Linked DNA regions of Hordeum vulgare: region 1 is linked to region 2. The links are chromatin contacts, called in public Hi-C maps. All regions are on one chromosome and are shown on one strand. The core of a region is the stretch at or near the end of the contact, and the rest is flanking DNA. Distances in the headings are between cores, read along the strand shown.

What was found. A called contact is a pair of places that touch in the nucleus more often than the background predicts.
Region 1: a contact with region 2 is called in a Hi-C map of leaf, with 3 times the contacts expected there. The contact joins the enhancer-like site here to the promoter of LOC123404799 in region 2. A contact is called at or near these places in 3 of 6 Hi-C or Micro-C datasets (leaf and seedling) and 1 of 1 datasets of contacts at active chromatin or transcription factors (embryo).

The regions. Positions count from the first base shown.
Region 1 is chr6H:169,190,182-169,193,121 of MorexV3_pseudomolecules_assembly, reverse strand. It overlaps the pseudogene LOC123405260. Among protein-coding and RNA genes, the nearest start is that of LOC123403044, 50 kb to the left of the region's middle. Within about 2 kb of position 1,496, at least 1 of the 3 cell types and tissues checked has open chromatin away from gene starts, as enhancers often do. A contact at or near this core is called in leaf, where this site is marked.
Region 2 is chr6H:168,430,942-168,434,003 of MorexV3_pseudomolecules_assembly, reverse strand. It overlaps LOC123404799 (cyclase-like protein 1), which reads left to right and starts at 1,535. Exons shown (of 6, transcript XM_045098746.1): 1 at 1,535-2,228. The coding sequence starts at 1,847. LOC123404798 (cyclase-like protein 1) reads left to right here. Exons shown (of 6, transcript XM_045098744.1): 6 at 713-1,146. The coding sequence ends at 838.

The DNA of each region.
Region 1 (2,940 bases), core at 247-2,746, 760 kb before region 2:
ACACAACCCTACTCATATGGATCATTGAGTACCCGGCAAACTGATTAATCGATCGATTAACCGACTAAAATGCTTGACAGAATTTAATGATTGCCCCCGTCAATCCAGTGCTAAAACAATGTAACCCAATTTTAACGCCTTCTCTGTGCTACGACATCACAGTTCAGCGTCATACTCCCGGTATGGTTTTAACCGTTTCCGAGTCGAACCATACATGCACTGTTCTGAAGATAAAAGACATTTGGAGTCCCCCCGTGGATACACCACCGGTGTTCCGAGGGGGGATCCCCCGCTATGGTTTTCACACTTTCCGAGCCGAACCATCCATGGGCCATTCTGAATATAATTGACATTTCTGAGTTTTCCATCACATGGGCAACCGGGGGGTTCCGATGTGGGCTGCTCCGTTGAGTTGCGCGTGTGCGATGCGGCATCCAACAAACAAGCTTAATTAGCCCGTTGAACCCTAAAATCAATTTTAACTACTCATATGAGTCATTGAGGAGCCGACTAACCGACAAATCGCCCGATTAACTGATTAAACCTTCGATTAACTGCCTTCACTACCATACCGCTAAACCCACAATAAAACAATGTAGCCAATTATCACATTTTTCGTGTGTTCTCCGTACCATCCACTTGTGTAACAAGATGACCCTCCGCCGATCTAGACAAAAGGCCAAACTAGACCGCCGTTGGAAATATGTCACAAGGGTTATTGTAGACATAATAAAAACATATAATTAATTTTTCTACGGCTCTTTCGTGTTTCTGTACGACAATTGCTGTCCCAAGCACCGTTTTGAATATAATTGACATTTCTGAGTTTTCCATCAGAAGGGGCTCCTCCATCGAACTGCCCGTGTGCGTCCAACAAACAAGCTTATTTTAGACCGTTAAACCCTAAACCCAATTTTAGTTACTCATATGAGTCATTGAGATAGCCGACTAACCGATGAATCGCTCGATTGAAGATTAAATCTTCGATTAACTTTGACGATTAGTCCGCTAACCCCGCAATAAAAACAGTGTATCCCAAGAAGACGGTATGCGAAGCAATGTTTTGATTCAGACAGAGCTGCACATCGTCCACGCGCGACAACGATGTTGATGGATTTCATACTCCCTCCGTCCGGAAATACTTGTCCTAAATATGTACAAAATGGATGTATCTATAACTAAGATAAGTCTAGATACATCTACTTCTAGGACAAGTATTTCCGGACGTAGGGAGTACCATTTTTCTTAATTAGAAACACAACAAAAGCGTAAGTGCACAAGTCTGGCTGCATGCGCTTCCGAGGAGTAGGTCTTAATTATACAAATAGATGTTCTAGAAAGTAAAAACGCGAGGGCAGGCACGCACTCGATTTTCTCTTGCGTCATAAGTTTAATTATACAATAACCGCAACCATTCGCGGGCCTGAGCTAAGAGACCGACCATATCATCAGACTTCCGGGTCCACAACCTCTGAAGGGGGGCCCCTCTGTTCCCTAGCAGAGTGAGGGAAACCTCATAAGCTGCTGCTTCAACCGAAACATCTGGTCCTGGTTGAGCAATCACATTCGATGAGCGTCCGATACACACTAGCAAAAACAAAACAAAAAACACAAGTGTGTACACTCACCGGCCATATCTCTTCTGTCATGTATTCCCCATCAAATTTCATCATGTAGTGGACGTTGAAGAAAGGCGAGTCATTGCTGCATTTTTGGGAGTGTCTATTTGACATTCGACTGAAAATAAATTGGGCATCACTCAAGTTTTCTAACCAATAATAGAACAACTTAAGTCAAATCAGTGGAACTTATAAAATTACAGTGTATTTATTGATGAAGTTACAGCGTAAAACACCCATAAATTACAGTCATAGATCCCTCGAATTACACCCAAATCTCCTAGAATTACACTTGTAAAAACTGATGAACTCACACTGTAAAAACTGATGAATTTACACTGTAAATACCAAAAAAGTAGTGTAAATCACCAAAAAGTACAGTTTAAATACTAAAGAAGTACAATTATTGAAGTCGAAAAATACATACTCCATACACAGCGCCTAAAAACCAAAGTTCTCGGCGCGAATCTTAGCACCAGATCGGATGAACACAAAATTGAATGACGGCGAATTGAAAAACACTCGACTGTAGAATAGCAAAACCGTTTTTTAGATCATTATTTGATTCAGTCAAAAATGCATTTTAACAAATCCGAGGGTCAAGAGCTAAATACGCATTTACCTGCTCGATGGTTCGTGCATCATGCGGTGCGCCTTCCTTTTGAAATCGTCCGCTCTAACATGCCACCCAACGAAAAACGTCTCAATGCACTTGCACAGACCAAACAGGAGACGGTCCATGACACGCGCGTGTTTCATTTCGAGCTCTATGATGTCATACTGCGTTCTTTTGGGGTCCATCACATGTACAACCTTCTTCAACATGTCGAAGACATATAGCACGTGGAATCCGCCGCCCCCTTTAACAGGCACAAAAATCTACAAGGAAACATGTACTCGTGAGAAGTGATATTATACGTGTGTCCTGCCTCACCACCAAGCAAGCGATTTATAATTACCAAACGACACGTCTCCACATTGTAACGTAGATGTTCTCCACGCCAAAGTTTGCTAGCAAATTCAGTTCCTTCGGGAGATCGGCTGCGTTAGAGAATGCAACTATTTGTCAGTCAATAGTTTGTAAATACAAAATCACAGTGCTCTCAGAGGGGAGGCTAACAAACTTACTTTTGCCCCGGTAAACAATTATCTCTTTCCCTTCATCCATGTTATTTTCTTTCTTGCTGCTCAGGAGCACGAAGCCCATGTTGTCGTCAGCCCGCGCCATGGCATCTAGTCCACCATCCAGGTACAACTGACCAAAAGAGCCCATCGACATGCGAACTGGTACGCCTGGCAAAATAGGGAGGGCTAGTTGGCT
Region 2 (3,062 bases), core at 286-2,785:
TATGCCCTTTCATGAGCTAAAAACGAATTGTGAATTTGAAGCCACCCTCGTTGTTCTGCACTAATCTCTGACCTATGCTGCTTAATCCCCAAGCCTACTACAGAAAATCCCTTCACGAGCATTACTGACTAAATAGCCAACTCTGAAAACATGTTAGTACAGCATTACATGTTGACAAGTTAACTGAAGCCTTAGTTCCTCAAATTCTTTGCTAATCACCTTCTCTTGGGGGTACAATGTTTCCTTAGAGCATCTCCAACAACAGCGCAAAAAATTCGCGCCCAATAAGTTTTTTAGCGCGCCACTGTAACACTTTTAAAGCGCGGGGACCGGAGCATCTCCAACAGACGCGCGCTAGTGCGGCGCCCAATCCAGTCCGGTCCAGCGGCCCCACCTGCAACAGCTCAGAGTTTAGTGCGCGCGCAAGCCGGCGCATCGAATATGTTGCGCGCGATAGCGTTTTTAAGCGCGTGCCCAAAAGTTTTTAGCGCGCGCATTGTTTTACAGCGTTTGTTGGAGCTGTCCGGCGCCCAAAAAACAAATCTTTTAACGCGTGGAGTAGTTTTTGGGCGCCTGTTGGAGATGCTCTTACACAATTTTGATGCTCCTCTAAAGAACATTTACGTTCACATTATCGGTGATGAACTTACCTTTTTAGAGATGGCATTGTTGATTGAAACTACCGGTTATTTTACTTACTCTGTTCTGTCAGGATATCATCCTAGTCGAAGCCCTGAAACTAGACAACGTCAACACTGGACTTTACATGCTACACTGCTTACCTCTGAGACTGGTTGGATCCGAGGGTTCACCAATCAGGTGCATTCTTATCAAGTGATCATCGCAATCATAGTGGCTGCTCTTGCCAAAGGCCGTAGCGCATCGTGCCCGCAGTTGCTACAGTATATTTGTCCACGGTCCATCTTAGTGGAAAAAAGAAAATGCCTCCTGTGATGCATACCAGTTTGTATTGTCAAATCAGCAAGGAAAATATAGCAATACTACGAATAAGTAAGTGATGCAAGACAGACTTATAGTTACTCGTGTCAGTCTGCTTGCTCCCACGACGTTGTGCTGTAACCAATGATGAACCACACGAGTTTGTTAGCTGTATAATTTCCAATAGAGTTCAGCAATTTTCAACTACATTTTCCTCAATCAGTTTCTGCAATGTTTCGACTCGACCCGCCGATGACAAAGCCTGCTAGTACTACTACCATTGCTGTGATACGTTGGATTGTTCTCTATAATGCTAGCGTGTTAAACTGCTGTAGTATATCTGCAACTACATTTCTTGTAAAGCAAAATAAGTTGCATGCTGGTGAACATGTGTAAGATCTTTTGATACGAGTACTCGGTTGATACTCCCTTGGTTCCTAAATATATAAGTCTTCTTAAATTTTTTAATATGGACTATGGATGTATATAAACGTATTTTAAAGTGTAGATTCATTCAGTTTGCTTTGTATGTAGTTTATATAAAAATCTTTAAAAAAGACTTAATACTCCCTCCGTTTCAAAATAAATGACTCAATTTTGTATTAAGTTTATGCTGAAGTTAGTACAAAGTTGAGTCGCTCGATTTGGGACAGAGGGAGTAGTATTTAAGAACGGAGGGAGTAGATGTTTGCCGAGGACTGTTTGAACAGGCTAAAATCATGTGGTTTTCAGACGTCGCCCTTTCACTGTCCGTTATCTCATGCCCAGCCAGCCGGCCTCAGTGAAGCTTGGTGCGTACTTGTTCCATTCAGCATTGTATTGACCACCAGAAATCAAGGAAGAGCTGCAACTTCCAGTGGCCATCACAGCCCAGAGAGTCCACGGACCAGAGTGGGCGCTCGGAGGCATGGCGGCCGCGCCGGCTCTCACCCTCCTCCTGCTGGTCCTCCTCCTCCCGGCACGCCAGGCGGTCTACGCGGGCGCGGAGGCCGACACGCCGGCGCCCGGAGGCGCGGACGGTCGCCGCCATGGCCTGGGGCTGGAGGAGTACGGCGGCGGGCGCATCGTGGACATCACGCACGCGTACCGGCCGGGCATGCCGCCCGACGCGGCGGCGGGCCCGCTGGTGCGGCTCAAAGAGTCGATGGAGAACGGGTCGGACTACAACTTGTCGGAGCTCCGGATGCACTGCCACATGGGCACCCACGTCGACGCGCCGGGGCACATGAACCAGGCCCACTTCGCCGCCGGCCTCGACGTGGACACGCTCGACCTCGATGTCCTCAACGGTGCGCATCCCTGGATTTCTCCGACCAGAACTTAGCTTTCACCGTTTATGTGAATCTCCAGCCTGCGGTCTCGCAAATAAACACTGGTTAAATGGTTAGCTAGAGCATCTCTAAGAGCATCTCTAGTAGAACCCTCAAACCCTTAAAACAAAAATCAGTTTTAAGGATTGAGAATTGCATATTTTTGACACTTTTAAGGGTTGAAAAACAGGGGCAAAGACTAGAACCCTCAAACCCAACCCTTATAACGGAATATTCCGTTATAAGGGTTGGGTTTGAGGGTTCTAGTCTTTGCCCCAGCCCCAAACCTTAAAACTGTCATTCATATATCACACATTTCATCACATTTCATCACATGACATATCACAAATTCAATCACATTTGACATAAAACAATAATCATTCTAGTTATTATTACAACATCGAATAAAACAATAATCATTCAAATCATTACAACAATGTTTGAGCAAATAACAACAATTGTTCGAATCAAATAGGACATAGAAAAGTAAAACAAAGATACATCATGGGCCAATGCGCCGTCCATCCAAATGCGAGTGGTGCTCTACTAGATCATCCCGGAGCCGACCATGAGTGGTTCCATCCTCAATCTCACGATGTGCTTCAAGAAAAGCTTGTATGCGAGAAGGGTTTCTTTCCGGTTGCACACGGGTACCAACATTGTCATAAAAACAAGGGAGGCTTAACCCTCTCTCATCCTCTAGGATCATGTTGTGTAGAATCACACAACATTTCATGATGTTCATCAAGGTTTTTTTGTCCCAAAACCTTGCTGGACCCCGAACTATGGCAAACCTTGCTTGCAAAACACCGA